4 separate regions of the Mus musculus genome follow, and regions 1, 2 and 4 are each linked to region 3. A link is a contact called in public ChIA-PET, Hi-C and HiChIP or PLAC-seq data. All regions are on one chromosome and are shown on one strand. The core of a region is the stretch at or near the end of the contact, and the rest is flanking DNA. Distances in the headings are between cores, read along the strand shown.

Evidence for each region. A called contact is a pair of places that touch in the nucleus more often than the background predicts. ChIA-PET counts read pairs in DNA pulled down with a chosen protein or histone mark. HiChIP or PLAC-seq counts read pairs in DNA pulled down with a chosen protein or histone mark.
Region 1: a contact with region 3 is called in an RNA polymerase II ChIA-PET map of memory CD8 T cells, with 63 read pairs. The contact joins the enhancer-like site here to the promoter of Dmtf1 in region 3. A contact is called at or near these places in 3 of 115 datasets of contacts at active chromatin or transcription factors (effector CD8 T cells, memory CD8 T cells and trophoblast stem cells) and 2 of 9 other capture datasets (adipose tissue and liver).
Region 2: a contact with region 3 is called in an H3K4me3 HiChIP or PLAC-seq map of pro-B cells, with 3 times the contacts expected there. The contact joins the enhancer-like site here to the promoter of Dmtf1 in region 3. A contact is called at or near these places in 2 of 39 promoter capture datasets (the C10 cell line and pre-B cells), 2 of 115 datasets of contacts at active chromatin or transcription factors (bone marrow-derived macrophages and pro-B cells) and 2 of 9 other capture datasets (liver and pancreatic islet).
Region 4: a contact with region 3 is called in a Hi-C map of the N1E-115 cell line, with 3 times the contacts expected there. The contact joins the enhancer-like site here to the promoter of Dmtf1 in region 3. A contact is called at or near these places in 2 of 39 promoter capture datasets (hippocampal neurons and pre-B cells), 1 of 484 Hi-C or Micro-C datasets (the N1E-115 cell line), 2 of 115 datasets of contacts at active chromatin or transcription factors (the 230-238 cell line and embryonic hindbrain) and 1 of 9 other capture datasets (pancreatic islet).

The regions. Positions count from the first base shown.
Region 1 is chr5:9,014,307-9,017,006 of GRCm38.p6, forward strand. No RefSeq gene overlaps it. Among named protein-coding and RNA genes, the nearest start is that of Crot, 19 kb to the left of the region's middle. Within about 2 kb of position 1,310, at least 45 of the 459 cell types and tissues checked have an H3K27ac peak or open chromatin away from gene starts, as enhancers often do. A contact at or near this core is called in effector CD8 T cells, memory CD8 T cells and trophoblast stem cells, where this site is marked.
Region 2 is chr5:8,916,240-8,918,957 of GRCm38.p6, forward strand. It overlaps Abcb4 (ATP-binding cassette, sub-family B (MDR/TAP), member 4), which reads left to right. Exons shown (of 28, transcript NM_008830.2): 10 at 2,420-2,533. Among named protein-coding and RNA genes, the nearest start is that of Abcb4, 24 kb to the left of the region's middle. Within about 2 kb of position 1,447, at least 47 of the 459 cell types and tissues checked have an H3K27ac peak or open chromatin away from gene starts, as enhancers often do. A contact at or near this core is called in bone marrow-derived macrophages and pro-B cells, where this site is marked.
Region 3 is chr5:9,160,302-9,163,057 of GRCm38.p6, forward strand. Dmtf1 (cyclin D binding myb-like transcription factor 1) reads right to left here and starts at 1,475. Exons shown (of 18, transcript NM_011806.3): 1 at 1,313-1,475. Gm46901 (predicted gene, 46901) reads right to left here and starts at 609. Exons shown (of 1, transcript NR_166570.1): 1 at 1-609.
Region 4 is chr5:9,344,098-9,347,041 of GRCm38.p6, forward strand. All of the region lies in intron 1 of Elapor2 (endosome-lysosome associated apoptosis and autophagy regulator family member 2), which reads left to right. Among named protein-coding and RNA genes, the nearest start is that of Mir879, 30 kb to the right of the region's middle. Within about 2 kb of position 1,409, at least 38 of the 459 cell types and tissues checked have an H3K27ac peak or open chromatin away from gene starts, as enhancers often do. A contact at or near this core is called in the N1E-115 cell line and pancreatic islet, where this site is marked.

The sequences.
Region 1 (2,700 bases), core at 60-2,559, 150 kb before region 3:
TGACCAAGAAGCAAGTTGGGGAGGAAAGGGTTTATTCAGCTTACACTTCCATACTGTTGTTCATCACCAAGGAAGTCAGGACTGGAACTCAAGCAGGTCAGAAAGCAGGAGCTGATGCAGAAGCCATGGAGGGATGTTCTTTACTGGATTGCTTCTCCTGGCTTGTTCAGCCTGCTCTCTTATAGAACCAAGACTGCCAGTCCAGAGATGGCACCACCCACAAGGGGCCCTTCCCCCTTGATCACTAATTGAGAAAATGCCTTACAGTTGTATCTCATGGAGGCATTTCCCCAACTGAAGGTCCTTTCTCTGTGATAACTCCAGCTGTGTCAAGTTGACACAAAACTAGCCAGTACAGGAATATATGTTCAACAACTAATTCTAAAAGAGGCTATAAATTTGAAAGAGATCAGGGAGAGGTATGTGGGAAAGTTTGGAGGGAAGGAAGAAAAGGGGGAATAATATAATAATTATCTCAGAGAAATATTTATATGTAAAGCTGAAAATGCAACCTTCCTCATTTCAAAAGTAAGACGTGCAAAACTCAAGAAGAGTTTACATTTTCTGCTCTACTGATAGGATGTAGAGTACAGATTTACTGCCTGTCATCTCTGTCTGTTGTGCTTACTGCTTCTCGTGCATTTGGCAACAGGAAGCTACTGTGGATTTATAGGCCAACAAGTGGTTTGGAAGCTTCAGCAGTGAGCAGGGTTGTGGTGGCTCATACCTGTGATACCAGCACACAAGAGGCTGAGACAGGAAGCTTTGAATTTGAGGCGATCCTAGGCTATAAAGTGAGACCTTATCTTAGGAAAGAAGAGAAGAGAAGAGAAGAGAAGAGAAGAGAAGAGAAGAGGAGAGGAGAGGAGAGGAGAGGAGAGGAGAGGAGAGGAGAGGAGAGGAGAGGAGAGGAGAGGAGAGGAGAGGAGAGAAGAGGAGAGAAGAGGAGAGAAGAGGAGAGAAGAGGAAACGAGAAAGAAAAGGAAAGCAATGTGTTGTTTCCCCCCCCCTCAATGGTTATGACAAACACCCAATAAAAATAAAAGGAAAAAAATAATTACTTTAGGTCATGGTTTCAGTACATAGTCATCTGTCTTTGTTCCTGGGACACATAGTAGCCGGTTGTCAAAGCAGAAAAACATGGCAGCAGGAAGCAAAGAGGTTAACACAAAAGGGTAGGAGGAAATGTATCTGCAGATTCACACCTCCAGTGACCTAGTTCTTTCAGTAGATCCTACAACCTAGAGTTTCCTTCCCCCAGCTCCCAGAATAGCCTCTAGCTGAGGAAGGAAGTGCTCAACACAGGAACCTACAGGCGGCAGCTCACACTCAAGCTATTGACAGCTTCAGAGAGACAGAACCACAGAAGAGTCTCAGCGTGTCCAATCAAGAAGACACTCATTCATCTCTAAGAGAGGGCCATCCACTAGCTAGAAAATATTCTCCACTGTCTGCAACAGTATTATTCTGGCTTTCTGCATCACAAAACACAAGAAAACAACACACAAGCTCTGCTTTTATGGTTGAGGTGTCCGGAATGTTTCTACCTAAATTCCATTAGTGTTCTTTGAACCTTGCCATCTGACTTGGAAGGCAGCTGGTCTCTACTTCTTGATTACTTCATGTTCAGAAACCATACTCTAGATATTTAAAATGTGGACTTACGCAATGATAAATAAAAATTGTTCTTCAGAGCAATCACTCTGTGACAGATTAGAGGGAATCAGATATCCCTAAAGTGGACAGGAATTAGGTAGTTACATAGGGGTTAAAAATGTTTTTGTTTGTTTGGTTTTGGGTTTTGTTTTGTTTTTTGTTTTTTGTTTTTTTTTTTTTTTGAGACAGGGTTTCTGTGTATAGCCCTGGAACTCACTCTGTAGAACAGGCTGGCCTTAAACTCAGAAATCTGCCTCTGCCTCCCAAGTGCTGGGATTAAAGGCATGTGCCAGAATATTAATTCATGATAGGATCCTATAATCACTCTTTGACATTTTTTATCTCTTGCTCCCTCGGTCTCTTTCTTTAAAAGAAAAATTTATCAATAATATGTGTCTAGAATTTATCCATTTCTTTTAGATTTTCCAGTGTTTTTAAAAGTGCAAACATTTGCCGGGCATGGTGGCACACGCCTTTAATCCCAGCACTCGGGAGGCAGAGGCAGGCGGATTTCTGAGTTCGAGGCCAGCCTGGTCTACAGCCAGGGCTACACAAGAAACCCTGTCTTGAAACCCAAAAAAAAAAAAAAAAAAAAAAAAGTGCAAACATTTAGAGTGTTCCCTAACCTAGATCCTCTGCATTTTCTTGGTAACTGTTGTTCCCTGTCGCTTTTAATTCTAAATTTATTAATGTGGGTCTTCTCTTTACTTTAATTATGTTTTCAGAGAACCAACTATTTCAATGTTTGGTTGAATCTGTGTGTTGTTCCTTTAGTTTCCTCTTTATTAGTGTCTGCTGATCTCTATTATTACTTACTGTCTATTACTTCCAGACTCAGTTTGTTTTTATTTTTCTAAGACTGGAGTTGTACAGCTCAGGCACTTATAAGTCTCTCTGACTTCTATATCTACAGGTTCAGATCCATATGCATTCCTCTTAGAACCATCTCAGTTGTATCCAGAGGTCTCCAATGTGCTTAATGAATGGTTTCCTTACATAGCCATCTTCCCAGTGCAGAGAATGGCTTATTCTATAACACTGATA
Region 2 (2,718 bases), core at 197-2,696, 240 kb before region 3:
GATACAGAAAATGTGGTACATTTACACAATGGAGTACTACTCGGCTATTAAAAAGAATGAATTTGTGAAATTCCTAGGCAAATGGATGTATCTGGAGGATATCATCCTGAGTGAGGTAACCCAATCAGAAAACAACTCACATGATATGTACTCACTGATAAGTGGATAATAGCCCAGTGTGCATTCTTGACCCTGAGCCAGCTCTCTATCCCCTGCCTGCTCCTTTCCCCCCTTTCTCCTTTTGGAAGAAAAAGTTGTGATTGTAGGTTTGATCTTTGCCGTCCTGTGGGTAGAGTTGGCGTTCTAGAATATGCAAGTCAAGTCCTCATGGTGAGTGAGGACAAGATAATAGCTTGTGGTTTGACCACTGGAGAAATACATATTCACACAAAGGGAAATGAAATGGAAAACATGATTAGAATAAGAAGATATTGGAGTTATCCTTGTTCTCTTGTTGAGTTTAACTGTGGAAGAGAGTTTCATTTATTACTATAGATAGGTCATTGTGTAAAAGAGCATTCAATTCACACATCATGCAGCTTTTTAAAATAGAAAAGAAAAGTCATGTTAGATCATCTGGCTATATGAAGATGTAGATACGCTCATAGCATGATTGTGAAGGTAATGCATTTGAATTATACTAATGACTAAAATAAAAACTTTTAAAAGTTAAATTACTTACGTTCTAAGAATCCATGCATACTTGGTAGTGGTTTTTTTGATATGTATTTCCCAGATATGTATGTTTTTCTCTTCCGAAACTTAAGTCATAATACGTAGGTCTTTGGTAATCTTTTCTATAAACCAGTGACATTTTGTGACCATCTTCCACGTTGGGGTTGATCATGTTTCAAAAGTTGCACTTGACTCTTTCAAAATGAAAATTCTAAATATAATTTGGTCCTTAGACTTTCTCCATATGAGAATTTGAATCTCACAGTGTGCTTACAGGGGCCTGAAGTTGGTGAAGGTTGGGGGTATCAGTAACAGCAGAGTCTCCCGACTTCCTGTTCTTCTCTGGCGCATTGTGGCAGCTCACCACATGTTTTCACTTCCGCATTTCCTCCCGACGTTTTATAAATAAGGGAGGTGGCATTAACCTTTGCCATTACCCTTGCATGGTGAATTTGTCCACATTTGTAGCCCTGGTACATAATGTCTGTGTCACAGGTAAAGGGAAACTGGCAAGCCTTCTACACAAAGAGCTATGACTTCATTGCAATAATGCCTTAATATCTACTTCCATTAAGAATTTTTTCTCATTGGTCCTGAGATAAGAGATAGATAGTGGAAGGGATTTGGGTTTTGTAAACACGTATGTCACTGTTATTTCAAAGAACATAGATATATGTAAAAGTTCTTGGAGAGAAAGGAGTAATTTCTCTTCTCCTATATCTTTCTTAAGTTATATATGCTATAAATCTGTTTTCCTGAAACTGTGTTGGATTTATACATCAGTTTATGTTCCAATGAGACAGATGTGAAATGTGTCGTTTTGTGTGCTGCAAAATATAATGATCATAATTTTATGTTCTATAAATGGATGAACTGACTGGTGACTGGGAATGGTAATATATACCTTTAATCCCAGCGCACAGGAGGCTTGGGCTGGAGAATAGAGGCTATAATGAGTTCCAGACCATCATGGACTGCAGGAAGACACCCTGTTTTTAAAATATAAAGGAAGTGTTAGACTTCCGTTGATCTGACCATATATCTATCAATCTATAATAGCTTTTTAAAGGAAAACCACATGGGGCCAAAATCTGTATGTTTCCTATTGAATATTTTGTGCAATTCCTTGCAGAGTTAGATAAAATGATAAAGAATGGAATGAAACTTTAACAGGAGGAATGCTTTTTCTGGTGGCATTAGCTTCAGAGCTAATGAAGTAGGAGTCAAATGTCTTTATGACTAATACTTTGTGATCAGGGAAAAAAGCAACAAATGGTTTGGCAGACTAAACAAAGCTTATTTTTGATGCATACAAAGGGAAATAAAATATAAATAAACACATTTAGTAATGAAATGTTGTGTTAGTTTTTAAAATTTTGTTCTTTCGGGAGGCTGAGGCAGGCTGATTTCTGAGTTCGAGGCCAGCTGGGCTACAAAGTGAGTTACAGGACAGCCAGGGCTATAGAGAGAAACCCTGTCTCGAAAAACCAAAAAAAAAAAAAAAAAAAAATGTGTTCTTTACTGAAGCAATTTTATTTTTAGCAAGTTGATGGGTGTCTTATCACACTAATTATATACATGTATCTAATTATCACAATGTGTTTCATAAAGATGTACAAATATTGTTTCTCAGTAAGAAAAAAGTTACTAAGTGTCCAATAAATCCTAAATTCGGTCCTTCATGTATATTTCAAGCAAGCTCTAACGCAGATGATGCTATTCTGTTCCTAACTCTTTCACTCAGGTCTTCTTCTCAATCCTCATCGGGGCTTTCAGTGTGGGGCAGGCTGCCCCCTGTATTGATGCTTTCGCTAATGCAAGAGGAGCAGCCTATGTGATCTTTGACATTATTGATAATGTAAGTCTTTCATTGTCTGAAAGCTGAGAGAGTCATGGTGGTATTGATAATCAAGTATTGAATCACGTGTATTAAGTTATTTAGTAAGGTACACTCTAACAACAGGAAACTCTACAAGTTTATTTGGCAATATCAAATCACTGACTCCACTGGAGTCTGTTTATATCCATCACGATGTTTATGTC
Region 3 (2,756 bases), core at 225-2,724:
TCTCTCACTGACCTGGTACACTCAACATAACAATCTTTGAAATGGATTTTAAGTTTGTCTAAGTTTAACCAAATATACAAAATTGTATCACTATTCTACCACAGTAAAAAGCTAGTAATATTTTGTTATTATAGTTGTTTTAAATGTTATAGTAAATTACTCGAATTATTAAGGTAAATTTAAGACTGGCCTAAAGAAATTTGCAGTACCAGAAATAGAAAATCTATAAGGAAAATAGCCTTTGATGTTTGTAAAACTTTCAATATAATCAAAGGTCTTTTCTTTCTTAATTTACAGCCTAAAAGCCACAAAAGTTATTTACAACACGAAAATATAGCTCTAATTAATAAAAGTCAGTACATCTAGCTTAAGACATAACACATCACAAACAGTACTGAAATGCATTTTTCTTTGGAGGTTGTCCCAAAGGAAGTCTAGCTGTCAGAAAGAGGTACAAGGGCTGACAAAAGCAATCACGGGCTATCACTCTTTCTTTAGCTACACCGAAGTCTTTAACTATAAAAACATATGCTGTATCACTGAACAGCACAGGATGGCACTGGACCACTTCTTTCGGAGTAAAACTCGTTAAGGTTGCGGGGAGATTCTCAAAAAAAAAAAAAAAAAAAAAAAAAAAAGTTCTTGCTAGAGGGCCAAAGAGGGTTTTGAAACGCTAAAGGTCTGCTCCGCACGATCCTGACAATTACTAGTTGGCTGGGCCAGGACTCTCCCCGCACCCCAGGCCACGTCCCGCGCGGTCTCTAAAGAGAAAGTCCGACTGGCAACCATGACTTCCTTCGCTGAGTCCAACCGGCGAGGGGCTCACGGGCCAAACGAGCCGAGGAGAAATGGTGGGCTTGGGACGACCCCCGCCCCCACTGCCCTGCCCACCCCACCCACGCAGCCGAGGGGGCTCAGTGCACCCCAGCCAAGCCAGGCTGGCAGCTCCGCCGCCCAGCACGCACACGCCCGCGGGGCCCCCGGCGCCGTCCTCCGCGACTCGGGCCCACCCCCAGGGGTCCCGGCGCCATTTAGTTCCTCCAGCCCGCCGCCATTTTCCGCCCCCACCGGCTCGCCGCTGCGCCCCAGGGATCGCTCGGGAGTTCCAGCCGCCAGCGGCCGCTTGAGCCGGCGACGGAGACCGCGGGCGCGGCGTGCGGGGCCTGCCGCGGCGGCTAAGCGAAGCCCGGACTCCGACCCCGCCCGCGGCACCCAGCCGGCGACAGCCAAGGCCCGCGAAGGGGCCGGCTCGGCCGCACTGGGCGGAGCGGCTGCGGCGGAGGCCCGGACCTGAAGGTTCCATCGCACTTACTTCCTGTTTTGGGTCCGGGCACTTTGGAAGAACCAGGATGGAGGCTCCAAAAAATACCAGGATGGAGGAAGCAGCCGCGGGAGAGAGTGGCTGCAGCTGGGGTGAGCGAGCGCAACCAGCCACCGGAAACGGAGCCGCGAGGCCGCGCCCCGCCCCCGCCCTCCCAGCACCCCCCCTGCGGCCCGCCTCTCCTGGGGGGCGGGCCCGCGCGCCACCCCCGACGTCACTTCCGTCTGCGTCGGCAAGCTGATGGGTTGCTGCGGAATCGAGCGCCATTCTCAGCGAGCGATAGGGTCGGACGGTCGCCGTCGAGCTGTGGCGGGTGATAGACGTAAAGGAGGGTCTTTCCCTTGGCAGGCGTCTGCACCATCTGTCTTTTAGTTTCCGCAATCTCCGAAGCGAAGAGGGAGCGGTGTGTCTCTATAATTCTTGTGAAAGGTGACCTCCGTGAGTGTGACCTCGCTTTTAGGAGACTACAGTTCTTTATGCATTTAAAGTTCAGTGCTGGTAGCTATGCCGAGTGCAGCTCTATTTTCTGGATTCTTAGAGATGAACAAAATAGAAGCCCTGTTCCCATGCCAATCTTTAAGAATCAGGTTCATACATGAATAGATGCATTTTGACCATATTTACTCCTTCCTATCCACTCCAACTCCTCCCCGTGTTTTCCCTGACATGCCCCCGACTCAAATTCATGTCCTATTGTAGGGGTGTATTTCTGGGTACACACATGTAGCCCAGATGTACTTCAGTGTAGGGCTGCGCCCCGCTTGGACGTGGGAAAACAATCTGATCTCTTCAGGAAGGAAGTTGACTCTTCCTCAGCAGTCTTGACTGCTTGTAGCTCCCTAGCCAGAGATGGAACCTTGTTCGCCATCCATGCTGGAATGTGGAGTGGAGTGGTGGTATGCATGGGACCACAGCTGCTGAGTGGTGGGTGTTAAAACAGAAGTCTTCCCATTCCCCTGACTCTTTCAAGTTTTCTGCCCCCCATCTTCAGCAACGCTCCTATACCTTTGGTGTAAGGATTGCATTATAAAAACCCACTTAGGGATAGGCATTCTACAGTCACTTAACTGCACACTGGTCAGATGTGGTTTTCTGCCATAAACACTGCTACAAAAAGTGCAGACTCTATGATGAGAACATCAAAAAAGTTGCCTTTTGCCCCATGCTGGGCACAATTGTTCGAACCTATTAATTTCAGCAGAGAAGAGGTTGAGGCAGAAAGAAGACTGGATTTTGAGGCAGTGTTGGCTACATAGAACACATCTCAACCAAACCAAACCAACCCAAAAGTTCTAAGATACACAATTCTGAGCATTGGGGTTCCTATTGGTGTTGCTTTTATGATTCAGCAGATACACGTTATACTTTGCTTTCCTTTCACTACTAGTGATACACAAAGTCCCATTCCTAATCAAGAAGCTGTTTGCAAATGGTA
Region 4 (2,944 bases), core at 159-2,658, 180 kb after region 3:
AGGGTTTCCCTGCGTAGCCCTGGCTGTCCTGGAACTCACTCTGTAGACCAGGCTGGCCTTGAACTCAGAAATCTGCCTGCCTCTGCTTCCCAAGTGCTGGGATTAAAGGCATGTGCCACCTCTGTCTAGCGTATGAAACCAACATGCACCATCCTGTTTCAGTGTCTCTGTAGTTTTAGCAAAATATTTCCACTTAGAAATATAAAAGCAATTTTAGATGAAATTTGGAGAAGTAACGGAAATCCTCCTGGGCACTCAAGTCCAGCCTGGGGTAGAGCTGAGGTTTCGCTCCCCGACTCCATCATGGCTTCCCTCTTCTTTGCAGAATGCGCAGCCATTCTCCCTTTACAGGGTTTGCTGAGGTTGCGGGGAGTTTCAGCAAGACAGTTACTTTTATACTGGTCAGTGGCTTAGGTTTTTTCCCATGTGATTGAAAACACTGAAAAGATAGTGCTTTTCCTATGTTTTTAATTAGCCGAGGCAAAACTTCTGATGTGCAACTGATGGTCCGGGTTCAGCGTCTGTTTTATATTCAGTTCAATATGTGGAATGGTGTTGGCACTTGCTGAGGTTAATAGCAAAGGCAGAGTAATGAAAACAGCAGCAGCAAAAATAAACGGTTGGCTCAGAATCCTCAGCAAGTGAGTGACATTGCAGGGCTGAGCAGGGCTGAGCAGGGCTGAGCAGGTGCATGCTGTACCACTGTGCAAAGCCAGGCTGTTCTTCTCCATGCCGTCAAGCACATCTGCCAGGAATTGTATTTACATGACACTTTCATATTTACTGGGAAAGGGGTCAGGAGTTTTCATTCTTGGCAGAGAAAGCTATCCAAAGGAAGGATTTAAGCCTTTGTGCCTATGGCTTGTGGGCGGGGGTGGGGTGGGGGGGTGGGGGGCGTTTTGTAATTATGCTCCTATTAAGGATGTGATTATTATGCATATACTTTCACCATATAAATTTATGCTGTACGTGTGTGTGTGCATGCATGTGTGTGTGCATGTGTGTATGAGTGTGTATGTATGAGTGTTTAAAAAATGTTTCCTAAATGAGCAATGGTGACTATTAACCTGGACAGTCTTGCAAGGGGTCCGATGGCTTGCAGAGACGCCATCAAATGCTGCCTTTAGCTCTGTATGGTTTGGGCAGTACTTCGGCTTGCATATGGACGGTAATGGGTTTCTCTGTGAGGTTAATGTGACTCTTTTGGATGTGTTTTCCAGTTCAGGAAGCTCCATATGGCGCTGTTTTTATTCTTGCATCATCTTTACTGGGTGTTGACCTTTAGGCCTGAGATTGGTCTGCTCTGAAAACAGATGAAATATGAATGAGAATCATCTCTCTCTCGTGTGTGTGTGGCGTAGCTGAAGCTCTGTGAATTGCTCCTACTGACAGAGCTTGTTACTGCTTGGTTTTCCCTGGGCAGGTTTGTAGCTTTATTAAATATCATGGTGAAGTCTCTCCAGAGACTGTTGCGTAATCCTAACGCACAGGAGCAGAAACAAGACCCAGACTGTCTAGTGATGAGAATGAGTCTGGCTTTCTACTCCAAGCCACAATTCCAAATCATTTATTTTCTTTACTCTGTGTTTTATATACTCAATAGATCTTATAGTTGAATAGCCAAGATAGTAATAGATAAGAATGTTTTATTACTGAAACTAGTGAAAATTCAGTCTACAGGGCTTACTGATATAAACATATACTTCTCTTTTTTTTCACGATTTTCCCCCCTGTGGTTTTTGTTGCCAGGAGCTCTTCATATTTGTAGCAAAGCTGTGCACAGAACCTGATTCTGTGCACAGAAGCAGATTAACACAAGCTCTGCTTTTTAAAAAGTGCTAGAAAAATAAAAAATCCTCTAATAACCTGTGCGAATTGAGTTGGATGTACTCAGTGTTCTTGTGTGGCCTAGTGGGTGAGGCTTTCGGAACCTGAGTGTGCCTCTGCCAGCTCTTGCCTCCCTTCACGGCTGATACCTAAGGAGAATTTCTCAGACACTGTTTTATTTCTACAACTGCAAAATATGGATAGGAAGGGGGAAGAGAAGTTGTGGAGAAAAAACCAATTTGATATATATTTTTTAAAAACAATCAGACTAGTATATAAATAAATGGTTTTCATGTTTTTAGCAAACCTTGAATTCACAGAAAACTCTGTGTTAGCATTTTCCAGCATGTAGAGTTTGGGGCTTCTGCTGGTCATAAGGAATTATGGTTCTCTCTGGTTTCCTGAAGTGGGCATGGGATCACAGGATAGATGTCATTTTTTTTTACACTGAGTTTATGGAAAACAAATCAGCTTCTAAGTTAGAATTACCTTATATTATAAATGCAGAACTTCTATTAACCTTAGTAGAGTCTTACAGTGATCCTCAGTTGGTGAAGGATGCAGATTTCTCTCCAGGGGAAGAGTTGAAAATTTCTGAAGATGCTCTCAATGACATGCTCAGGATGATGTGCCTGGTAGTAGAGGTATCTGGTGAACAGAAGCAGGATGCTGCAGCCTCCACACCAGGACAGGGCGCCTGCTGAAGTACTGGGCTCAAAACCCTTGGGTTTCAATTCCACTTCCAGTGCTCTCTGAATTTCAGTTATTTCCCAAGCTGCTGTCACTCTCCCAGTTTCTCTTTCTTCTCGGTAGACGTGCAGATGGTGCTTTGTCATGCACCTTTCATTAGCCCAGCTGTGGAGATGAGTAAGCGCTAATGATTATCAAAATACCCAGTAAACTAAAAGGAAGGTCATATGTAAATTGTGTACTGGAAACACATTTGTTTCTTCATTTTTATGAAGCCAGAATACTTTCTGATTAATGAATGATCTTAAGATCGCATTTCTGTGTATTGTCAAGTACAATGTTGTGCTTCTGCAGAGACCTGGTGTTTTTGTGAAACATGTCATGGCTACTTGCAGAACACCCTCTGTTAGCCGTAATTCCAGTTTTT